3 separate regions of the Mus musculus genome follow, and regions 1 and 2 are each linked to region 3. Evidence: chromatin contacts called from public HiChIP or PLAC-seq and Micro-C data. All regions are on one chromosome and are shown on one strand. The core of a region is the stretch at or near the end of the contact, and the rest is flanking DNA. Distances in the headings are between cores, read along the strand shown. Region 1 holds the start of Rab12 (RAB12, member RAS oncogene family). Region 2 has its middle 27 kb from the start of Gm41608. Region 3 holds the start of Twsg1 (twisted gastrulation BMP signaling modulator 1).

Region 1 (3,255 bases), core at 614-3,113, 570 kb before region 3:
GATATATGTTTAATTATTTTAATTAGATCTGATTTAAATATTATTTAAATATTAATGGTGTATGCATCAAAATGGTACCGCCATGGTTCTCTGTTAGTATGCATAGCTATATCTGTCTATTAAAATAAATATATTTTAAAAGTATTCACCAAAGTACAAATGGTACAACCAGAGGGTCTTTTGATAATTCCCCACTTTGTGAAATACAAACCCTTGTTTTCCATGGTTGTGCTGTCTCCCGATCTCTCGGACCTCCCTAGAGTTTCTTCTTCAGCTTCTACCTTTTCTACAGGGGAGCCCCTGGGTTCTGTTCTCACTCTTCTGGATCAGGCTTTTTCCATGTGAGCTAAAGTACTATCAACTGGAGGCCCTTTGGCATGATGGGGGAATAATTGTAAGGCAGGATATGAGAGCACCCCTTTTATTACACAGTCTGGGGCTTAAGAACGAGCACAAAGTCAGCCACCTTTCTTTATATAGTTATCTGTGATGACTTTGTTCACATTCATTCATTCATTCGTCCCTGTAATACTGGCTTTCTGGTATGTGCCAAAGTGCTGAAGCATCCTGGAGTAACCTTGATAATTGGCTTAAAGACGCAAACAAGCATGGAACCCGAGTCCTGTGGATTTCTTTCCAAACTCCCCCATTTAAGACATCCACTATTCTGGTACATTATAGACCTGCCTATGGGGGAAGAGATACTATTTTGGATGCCAGGGTCTTTAACCTTACAAGTTATGCAGAGTCACCTGCCTACTAGGAACAGTTGAATACCTTGCATTTATATCATCCTTTGGAGTCTGCAACAGGGTGTATGGCTTATTGTTTTGTTGTTCTTTTGTATTGACGTTTTTGCAACAGTGATAGATGAAAAGAGTCTTTTCATTCATTCCCATGTGAGCCTCTAGGTTCCATCCCCAGTACCGCCAAGAAAAAAAGAACGATAATTTAGAATAGGCTATAACATTTTTAAAAATCCAATTGGGATTACTTTTGCAAAATAATGTGATTTCTTCAACTGTGCATCCATGGCAAAACAAACGCATGCGCTATGTATTAGTAAACTTAGCTCTAAATACGGCTGAAATTTGGTGAGTAATGTGATCATTCTTCGCAAGCATGCCAGCTCCTATCATGTTTAGAACCCTGTGTTCCGAGGTGCTCAAGTTCACGCAAAGGAATTTGCTAAATAAATCCCTGGCAAGCTTCTGTAGCCGTAAATACTTTCAAGTAGAAATGGCAAAATAACACACCCAAGTCAGTACCTAAACCTTCGGAGTTTAGGTCGCTTGTCATCTGAGTTTTTACCTGCTGGCTTCCCCTAAGGTGCATGTCACTCACTGAATTTTACGAACTGTAAGTCTGAGGAAGACTTTTAAGATCCATTTAAGATAGCTGATTCCTCGGGGCCCCACAGGAAAAGTGCACGCAGAGGTGCGGCCCTGCCAGGGTACGTGGGCTTCCTCCAAAGTGGCGTTCACACCCTAACCCCGCGTGGGCCAGACCGAGACCCCCAGCACCCAAACACCCTAAATTCTGGAAGATGATCACAGGCTATATGCACTTTGAGACACGTTTGGGACGGGCTGCTAAAAAGAAGTGTGTGGTTCTTGGGAACGGTGCACGATGAGGATAAACCACGAGTGAAAGTGCGCCGAGTGGGGAGGGCCGAGGGAACAGGGGTGACGGAGAGCGACCCACACATAACATACACCCCACGGAGCGGAGCGCACGGCTCGGTCCTCCGACCGACAGGGGGCGGGCTCCAGTCCCGCGTGGCGCCGCGCCTGCGCTTCCTGCCCCTCCCGGTCCGGGATGCTGCTACCGCTGCTGCGGAGAAGCTGCTTCCCTTCCTCTACTCCCGGCGGCGGCGGCGGCGGCGGTAGCGCGGAGCGGGTGGAGGGTGCGCGGGGGCCCGGGGCGCGCGGACGGCGGCCCGAGCGCGAGCCGTATGCGTGCATGGATCCCAGCGCCGCGCTGCACCGGCGGCCCGCGGGCGGCAGCCTGGGCGCGGTCTCCCCGGCGCTGTCGGGCGGCCAGGCCCGCCGGAGGAAGCAGCCCCCCAGGCCGGCCGACTTCAAGCTGCAGGTCATCATCATCGGCTCCCGCGGCGTGGGCAAGACCAGCCTGATGGAGCGCTTCACCGACGACACGTTCTGCGAGGCCTGCAAGTCCACCGTGGGTACGCCGGGCCTGTGGCGGGTGGGCCTGGGGGAGGTCGGGGCCCGGTCCCTGTCCCCATGGAAGCTCTGACCCTCTCCCAGGGCCTCAACGAATCATCCTACGGATGCCCGGGCATACCCGCCGTGGGCACATCTGGCATCCGAGCCGCGCACAGCCCAGGTCTCCGTGGAAGCCCGACCCTCTCTTGTGGCCAGACCGAGCTTTTCCGTGGCCTTTCCGCGGGTGTCGGACCCCCGAAGCCCAAACATTCCCTCCCGGAGCCTTCACCAGTCATGAGGTCCGGGTGATGCATCCGCGGAAACTCCCGGTCCGTTACTCCTGCTCACCCAGGAAAACGGCTTTGTGAACCGAAAGTAGAGCTGAAGGCCACCCACCAGTGCAGTGCCCCGGGGTTACTCACCATCTTAAATGGGTCCGGACCTCGCAGCTTTGCAGGCTGGAGGGATGGACCAAGGTTTGCTTTCTCATTTTCTGTCTATTTTCGTGGTTTACAGAAAAGAAGTTTGTTGCAGAGACAGTTCGCGCTAAAGCTACACTCGGGTTTCTTTCTTGTTCTGTGCACAAATGTAGGGCAAAGGGATTTCAGCTGTGTTTATCCTTGACCTCAAATAACCGGGTGGATAGGCGGGCAAAGTAAGGGCGATTTCCCGGCACCCACCCGAGGTCGGTGAATTACCGGGAAATCCATAGGTAACGCTCCTGTTACCTTCCTCGGGATCTGGGTTTGAAACTGCAAGGGAATGTTTTTAGTGACACTGGATTGACAGGGCTTGACATAGAGGTTTGTTGGGGTTATGGGAAACAGTTGTGACCATGGAAAAGCTACCTGGAAAACTCTCATTTGGGGTGGCTTATAGAAAAAGGGGGTGAGCAGGAGGGACTGGACAGAGTGACAAAAAATCTAGCGTTCTCCCTGAATCCTAGCCCCAAGGAGAGGAAGGTGGATCTCTGATTTCGAGGCCAGCCTGGTCTGTCTACACAGTGAGTTCCAGGACAGCCAGGGCTATGCAGAGAGACCCTGTCTCAAAACAAACAAAATCTCAGCTTGGAGGTTTGAAAAGCTAAACA
Region 2 (3,646 bases), core at 911-3,410, 530 kb before region 3:
TACAAAGTGAGTTCCAGGACAGCCAGGGCTATACAGAGAAACCCTGTCTCGAAAACAAACAAACAAACAAAAAACAGAAGTGTAGACTGTTAGCATTCAGTCTAAGCTCCGCCCCACAGTTACCTAGCAATCGCTAAGTATGCCTGACTCACTATAAAAGGGGCCACTTGGCCCCTCCTCACTCTGTTGCTTTCTTGCCTTCTTTCTCCCCATTCCCTGCCCCCCCTCCATCCCCATGTCTCCATGTACTCATTGCTTATGGCCGGCCTCTACTTCTCCCCCCACCTTTCCCTCTCCTCTCCTCTTCCTTTTGCTGCCTCTACTACCCTCTTAACTCCCTTCCCCATGTCCTTAATAAACTCTATTCTATACTATCCCGTCATGTGCTGGTCCCTCAGGGGGAAGGGATGCCTCAGCATGGGCCGCCAAGGCACCTCCTTTCCCCATACCTGACTACACCTCCATAAAACATACTGCCCCCCCCCCCTTTATCTTTTTATAAACACATTCTGTTCACATTCATGAGATTCCCCTGCCTCTCAGCCTGGCGGTTGGTGTGTGATGTAATTACTCCTAAGACACTTGGGGATGGGCCTGATGGCAGGTGTGTCCTGAAGGTGTAAATGAGTGTCTGAATGGATGGTGACTGGTGATCAATTGTGTCTGCCAAGGAGGGAAGCAAGCAAGAAAGGAAATTCCGTGTGCAGTAATGTGACTTTGTGGGTACAAGGATCAATTTAAATCGGCAGTGTACGCTTACTGTTTGGGAAATCTGCCTTGGCGTACTTCAATAACAATTCACACAGACAAGCGTCACTACCGTACTGTAGTGAGCATTTAGCGTTAATTGCCTTACAGAAGCATGTTGCTCCCATACAAAATGACAAATGTCACAGCTACGCTTTAACCTATTAGTATAAATTAAATCATAAACAGCGACAGTCGCGGGTGGATCAGTGGCACTGAGCAATCTATGAGGGAACGGGAGGCTGGGGGCTGGTCACACTGGCTGCAGGCCATCTGCGCTGATGAGGGGAGGTCAGCCTGTACCAGTGCACAGGGTCGCCTCAATGCTAAGGACTCGATAAAAATTCTCTCCTCCTCCAGTCCTCCTGAATTTTACCAAGGAAAGCAGCCCTGCTGATGTGGGGGAGACTAGCAGAGACTGGAAGCCACACCCTTTCCCAAGACCAATTTGCACTTGCAGCTGGGCTCCTGACCTCCGGAGACTGCCAGCTAATCGGATCACGTTGAACCAGGGCGGGGAGGCCCTGGGACCCATCAGATAGGCAATACTGGGCTCTCCAAGCCACAGTAACTTCTGCCCAGGAGGAGCCTGTTTAAGCCGAGAAGAACCCGCCCAGACACACACACAACCCCCTCCCAAAAAAGAGGCTAACTTTGTTTTGAAAGTCATCCTAAAATGCCCTCCTTAGGATTATGACTTTGCGTAGGCCCTTTTGGTTTGTGACTGACAACCTCCGATTTGACCACTTTATTTTTATCGCCGTACCACAGATTCTTCAGGTTAGCGTTGAATTTGAGTTAGGCTACGACGAAAACAAAGAGTTGGCCTCCCAGTTCAGCTTTGCTAATTGAAATGTGAAAACAAGAGTAAGAAGGCAGGACAATAGGGGTCCGGGCTAAACCTTTATTCTACAGCTCCCGCAACAGCCGCGCCTTTCTTTGTCCCTCTAGACACCCGTAGGCTCAGTGACTTCAGAGGGAAGGCTCCAGCTGTATGCAAAGCGCAGGGTCGGAGGTGGAGGCTGTGGCAAAGGGTGCTGTGTGCCGTACTGGATTTCCATATCAATAGCTGCCTATTCTGTCTTCCTTTCTGTTTCTTCCCCCACTTCTTGGTTAAGGATGACCTTGAACGGCCTATCTTCCCCCACCCTCCTAACCCCCCACCCCCGCTTCCAAGTGCTGAATTTACAGGCTTCTGTCACAACTCCCCGTTTTGGATGAATTTATTCTCAAAGGAGCTTGCGAAACAAGCGGATTTTGGTCACCTGATGTCTGAACCAGGGACTCCAAGATAGAGGGAAAGTGACTTATCTAGGATCCATGGCTTCTAACCAGCAGAATGGAAACTCCCTTCAGAGACTCTCATACAGTCTTGGCCCACAACCTACATGCAGCCTGGTGGGTTCGTACAGCTCCTCGGAGCATGCGTGCGCTGAGGCTGCCTAAGCGGGCGAGCACAGCTCCTCGGAGCATGCGTGGGCTGAGGCACGCTAGTCTTGCTTTCCTCCTTTCTCCACTGTCTGTCATGCTCTCCCTCTGTCACCTGTCCTCTAGGAGTGTGGTTTGGAGAGCTGATCCACGCTTCCCTGCCCTCTTGTCTTTGTGAGGGAAGGAGGTCGGTGGTACCAGGAGCGCTGAGGCCTGAGGTCTCTATACACTGTTTTAGAGGGGACAGGGGGGTACAAGCGATACGGAGGAGGAGAGAATGAGTCCAGAGGACAGCTTGGAACAGAGCCGGCTGGGCGTCAGTTCCGCCAAGCCTCAGAAAGGAGACGAATGCAATGGTTTTCCTTTTTTGATGGTCCAATATTGAGGCAGGTTAAGGGATATCAGGGAAAGCTTTTTCCAGAGCCTGCTGGTCTCCAAAGGGCTTTCATTGATAATCACTAGAGGCTGGAAAGGGCACGGCGGTTAAGGGAAGCGATTGCCCTACAGAGAGCCTGACTCAGTCCCCAGCACCCATGTCAGGCAGCTCACAACCACCGATATAACTCCATCTCCAAAGGATCTGACCCTTCTGGCCTCTGATTGGCACCTGTACTCACATACACAGACATACTCAAACAGACAGGCATACACGCATACCACCATACCCGTCTCTTCTTTTAATTGACAAACAATAATTGTGCATGGGCATGTATGTATCACACGATTTTTTTTTTTAAACACAGTCATGTTTTAAAAGATTTATGTATTTTTACTAACGTGTATGTGCATGCATCTGTGTGAATTTTATGTGTACCATTTCATGAAGGTGCCTGTGCAGACCGGAGGGTGGCAGATGTCCTGACACTGGAGTCATAAGTGATTGGGAGTCACCTCATGTGATGGGCTAGGGTCCTCCCTTAGGTCTTCTGCAAGAGCTAGACTCACTCTTAGCTACTTTGAGGGCCTGCCAGCGACACCCGCTCTCTGGGTAGAATGCAATGAAACAGTCTATTTCTAGTCTGCAGATAGATGATGACATGTGGCCTCTGTAATCCACCGTAGGAAAAAGATTACCGTGCACACACTGGTTCTGTGTGAGCCAAAGTATCCTGCTCTAAGTTTTCATCAGCTAAATTGATCTTCATCTTTGGGTGGTTTACGTTTGTAAATGTGGCAAGTGCTAGTAGTGATAGACTTCTCAGCTTGAATAATGTGGAGAAAAGAGTGAGGTTTTTGCACTTATAAATGAGAAATGGGAGTGGTACAAGTCTCTCAAGCAACGTAAGATAAGATGTGAAACATTCAAGTTGGTAGTTGACCCCATTTTATTTGATTGAGAAAATACTTCATTATAAAATATTTTAACCCTTCATTTTCCTCCTGTAAGTAGCTATTTTCTCTTTATAAAATGGGAAAGGAAATTTGAAAAAAAATTCCAAATTCAGGAGGTAAGCCATTTCACCTTGAAATG
Region 3 (3,655 bases), core at 700-3,199:
GGTGGGTAAGCTGACAAATCACATAGTTCCCTACATGGGAAGCAGACAGAGAACGGGGTCCAGTTTATCAAACTTCAAAGTCAGCCCCCAGTGGAGTATCTCCCACCCCTCAGTCTTTACAAACAGTGCCACTGACTGGGGATATGTTCAAACACACAAGCCTACGGGGATAGTGTTTAATCCATCACAGTTTTATTTTTTTAAATGCACTTATTAAAATAAATGTTATCTATGTAACTATGTACTGGGTTTAATGAAATAATGAGCAATTTTAACTAAAAAAATTTAATTTCAAATATTGAAACGATACACATAACCTCTTTGAAACACTCCATGTTTTCAACAGTATAGAATCCTGTGAACAAGAGGTTTGGGAGTCAGTGATCTACAATAGCATTTTAAATGGTTGGACTAGCCCACTGATGTAGTGGATCGTAATCTCTGTAACTCATAAATAATGCTGAGAATAAGATCCGTAAAATTTAATAGGTGTAGACCCTTGTTTTCTTAGGGTAGTTTTCAGGGGAGCTTCATTTAATGTGTGGGATGTATATGCACCTATTAGTGTGTGCATATGTGCATGGCTGGTGTATAACATACTCTTATGTCATCCTATATTTAAAATAGTGTGTACACATGTATGTATGTATATGCACGCGCACCCAAGCGTGTGTATGTGCACTTGTGCACATGTGTGTGCACACACGTGTATATATGTGCGTGTGTGTGTATGTGTGTACTTGCATGTGTGTGTGTGTGTGTTTGCACTCCTTCTGTGGCACACATGTGGAGATCAGAAGATGACTTGCAAGAATTGGCTCTCTACTTCCACCTTGTGGATCTTGAGGCTTGACTATAAGGCTTGGTGGCAGCTAAATATAAGGTCATCAGGTTTGGTGACAGATGTCCTTATGAGCTGAACCACCACCTTGGGTGGCTTTCTTACTTTTGATTTTCCTAAACAGGGTTTCTCATGGCACCTGGAGCTTTAGTGAACCCAGAAATCCTCCTATGTCTACCTCCTTCTAGGGCTGGGTTTCATATATCAACCCCTGTGCCTGACATATGAACATATGGGCATATGAATCTGAACCCTGGTCTTTTACTAACTGATCCATCTACTCAGCCCCCGATTTTTAAAGAAAACCTATGCTTACTTTACAAAATGTATTAATACCAGCACTATGACCCACATTAGCTAGTAATTTATTACTATCCATCTCAGCCAATTTTTTCTAGGCTGCTGCCTCCCAGTAAACCAAGGAGAGTTTAAGACACTTCCTAGGTTAAGAAAGGGTTTGACACTAGGCCATTGCTCCCAAAGTGAACTGGCCATGTGGGCTCCAACTCAATGGCTGTGGAATATTGCTGGAAAAGCAATGGTTATGGTAAAGACCTAAATGTACTTTATTTGTGGGCTACTGGTGGGATAAGCCCCATCTTCCTAAAGTTCAAGACTCAATGACTGGTCAAGCCAATACTGACCTGACCTCCGTTCCAACTGAGGCTTCTTCCAGTTGGTCTCCCTCCCATACCTAGTGACATTCCTGAGCAGGATTCACTGCTGCCTTCTCTCCTTTTTGGCAGTGCCAGGCTTAACATTTTTATGAATTAGTGACTGAAGTGTGGGACAGATCCGTATCCAGTGATCCCTAGGTGCTTAAACACGTATTTAAAATGAACCTTGCCTCGCACGTCAAGTATCAGTCCTGTTCTATTCATCTGCCCTGTGCCTCATTCTTATATCCAGTAAGGAGGACAAATCAGCTTTGTGGCAGAGCTGCTGAACCGAACCGCAGGGCACAGCGGCTGGCAGCAGAGGTAAGCCGCCCAACAGGTGGCAGCAGACCAGACGGCTGATGGGCGGGGCCCGGCTCCGCGAGAGGCCGGAGCGCACACACCTGGGGGCGTGGCCGAGGGCGTGCCCAGCCCGGGCTCCAGGGGGCGTGGCCTGCAGCCCGGCGCGGGCCTGGGAGCGGCCGGGGACAGCGCGGGCCTGTGTGTCCGCGGCGCCGGGGTTCGCGGGAGCTGCTTGGAGGCTCGGCGGCCGGGAGGAGGCCGGGGCCACGGTGAGCGAGCTCGGGCGCGCGGGCGGGCGGCATCTAGGAAGCCAGGCCGCGGCGCTCGGCGGGGATGCGGGCGCCGAGAGGCCCGAACGGCGGGGACAAAGGGCCGCGGTGCCACCGCCTTCGGAACCTCGGGTCCGGGCGCTGGTGTGGGGTGTCGCGCTCCTCCCCCGCGGTCACCTGGATTCCCGGAGGACGGCGGGAAGACGCTCGGGGCAGCCGGGGGTGTCTGTGGGTCCCCGCGGCCGGCAGCGGCGACGGGGCCGCACCGGCTGTGGGCAGGATGCCCAGGGAGCCGGCTGGGTCCGCAGGGAGCGGGCGAGAAAATGGGATTACTAACGGTTCCCCGCCGGCGGGCAGGAGCTCTGGACTTTCTGTTTCAGAACGGAGTCATACCCCATGCAGAGCCTGTGGTGTAGCGCCATCTCCTAGTTTTGTAACCAGCAGGGTCCACTTTCTAACCGGCCCTACATCAAAATTGTATTTTATTGTTTTGAGGGGATTTATTTTGACTCCTTTAAAATAAAATGCATGCGTCTGTATGCGTATGCACACTTTTCGTCTTGGCACTGCTATAGGGGCCAGAAGAGGGCATTGGATGCCCCAGAGCTGGGCTTGCTGACCCTTGTGCCCTGCCAGTGTGGGTGCTGGGAACCGAACTCGGGTCCTCTACAAGAGTAGCAAGTGCTCTTAAGACATTGAGCCATCTCTCTAGCCCCTTATTTTTATCGTTAATTTATCTAACTTGGAAGTAAAGCTGGCCTGCAGTTCATTATCCTCCTGCCTTGCTTGCCAAATGCTGGGATCACAGGCGTGTCTCATCAGGCCCAGCTATTATTTAATTGATTTTGTTGGGAATTTGTGTTTTAGCCTTAAGAAATTATATCTTTAAAATTTTAGTGGGTGCGCGAGCGTGTTTATGCGCACACAAGCATACCTGTGCACCTGCGCCATGGTGTGTATGCCAAAGGACAACTTTGGAGGGAGGCAATTCTCTTCCTTTTTTTTTTTTTTTTTTTTCCTGGTTTTTCGAGGCAGGGTTTCTCTGTGTAGCCCTGGATGTCCTGGAACTCACTCTGTAGACCAGGCTGGCCTCGAACTCAGAAATCCGCCAACCTCTGCCTCCCAAGTAGAACTTAGGCTTTCAGGCATGTCAGGCAAGTGTTGTTAGCCACCTAGCTATCTTGCCAGCCCCCACTTATAACCCCTGTGAGAATTTGTGCTGGTGCCCCTCTGTTTTCTTTCTGTACTGTGATACTTCTTAAGAACAGAAGAATCTACCGTACTAACAGAATATCTTCCCATTTACCTACAATTCTTAATGCAGTTAAGAATGGTTGTGGTTCCTGCGCCTCTCCCCCAAGTCCTTTACCAACAAAGTGAGATAATCACCAGAATAATTTTCCTTCACAGTTTTGCTTTGATGCTCAGATTTTGAACATTGGAGCTGAAGGTGTAGTTCATGGTAGAAACCTTGCCTCACACACGCGAGGCCCTGGATTTCATCTCCAGCTGCACGTGTGAGCACCTACAGGGTGCTTTAACGTAACGCAGAAGTAATAGCTTTAAAGATGTATTTTTATTGTTTT

What was found. Hi-C and Micro-C count contacts between places; a contact is called where the count stands out from the background. HiChIP or PLAC-seq counts read pairs in DNA pulled down with a chosen protein or histone mark.
Region 1: a Micro-C map of embryonic stem cells shows a contact between it and region 3, with 2.0 times the contacts expected there. The contact joins the promoter of Rab12 here to the promoter of Twsg1 in region 3. A contact is called at or near these places in 1 of 39 promoter capture datasets (the C10 cell line), 3 of 484 Hi-C or Micro-C datasets (CD4 T cells, CD8 T cells and embryonic stem cells) and 3 of 115 datasets of contacts at active chromatin or transcription factors (embryonic stem cells and pancreatic cancer cells).
Region 2: a contact with region 3 is called in an H3K27ac HiChIP or PLAC-seq map of embryonic stem cells, with 2.8 times the contacts expected there. The contact joins the enhancer-like site here to the promoter of Twsg1 in region 3. A contact is called at or near these places in 1 of 39 promoter capture datasets (hippocampal neurons), 1 of 15 datasets of contacts at CTCF or cohesin (large pre-B cells), 7 of 484 Hi-C or Micro-C datasets (cerebellar granule neurons, cerebral cortex, cortical neurons and 1 more) and 7 of 115 datasets of contacts at active chromatin or transcription factors (astrocytes, embryonic stem cells, extraembryonic endoderm stem cells and 3 more).

The regions. Positions count from the first base shown.
Region 1 is chr17:66,518,278-66,521,532 of GRCm38.p6, reverse strand. Rab12 (RAB12, member RAS oncogene family) reads left to right here and starts at 1,863. Exons shown (of 6, transcript NM_024448.2): 1 at 1,863-2,185. The coding sequence starts at 1,963. It overlaps Gm41608 (a long non-coding RNA gene), which reads right to left. Exons shown (of 3, transcript XR_876914.3): 1 at 2,588-3,255.
Region 2 is chr17:66,478,020-66,481,665 of GRCm38.p6, reverse strand. No RefSeq gene overlaps it. Among named protein-coding and RNA genes, the nearest start is that of Gm41608, 27 kb to the left of the region's middle. RefSeq lists an enhancer at 1-3,270. Within about 2 kb of position 2,160, at least 124 of the 459 cell types and tissues checked have an H3K27ac peak or open chromatin away from gene starts, as enhancers often do. A contact at or near this core is called in cerebral cortex, cortical neurons, embryonic stem cells and 3 more, where this site is marked.
Region 3 is chr17:65,949,481-65,953,135 of GRCm38.p6, reverse strand. It overlaps Twsg1 (twisted gastrulation BMP signaling modulator 1), which reads left to right and starts at 1,949. Exons shown (of 5, transcript NM_023053.3): 1 at 1,949-2,069.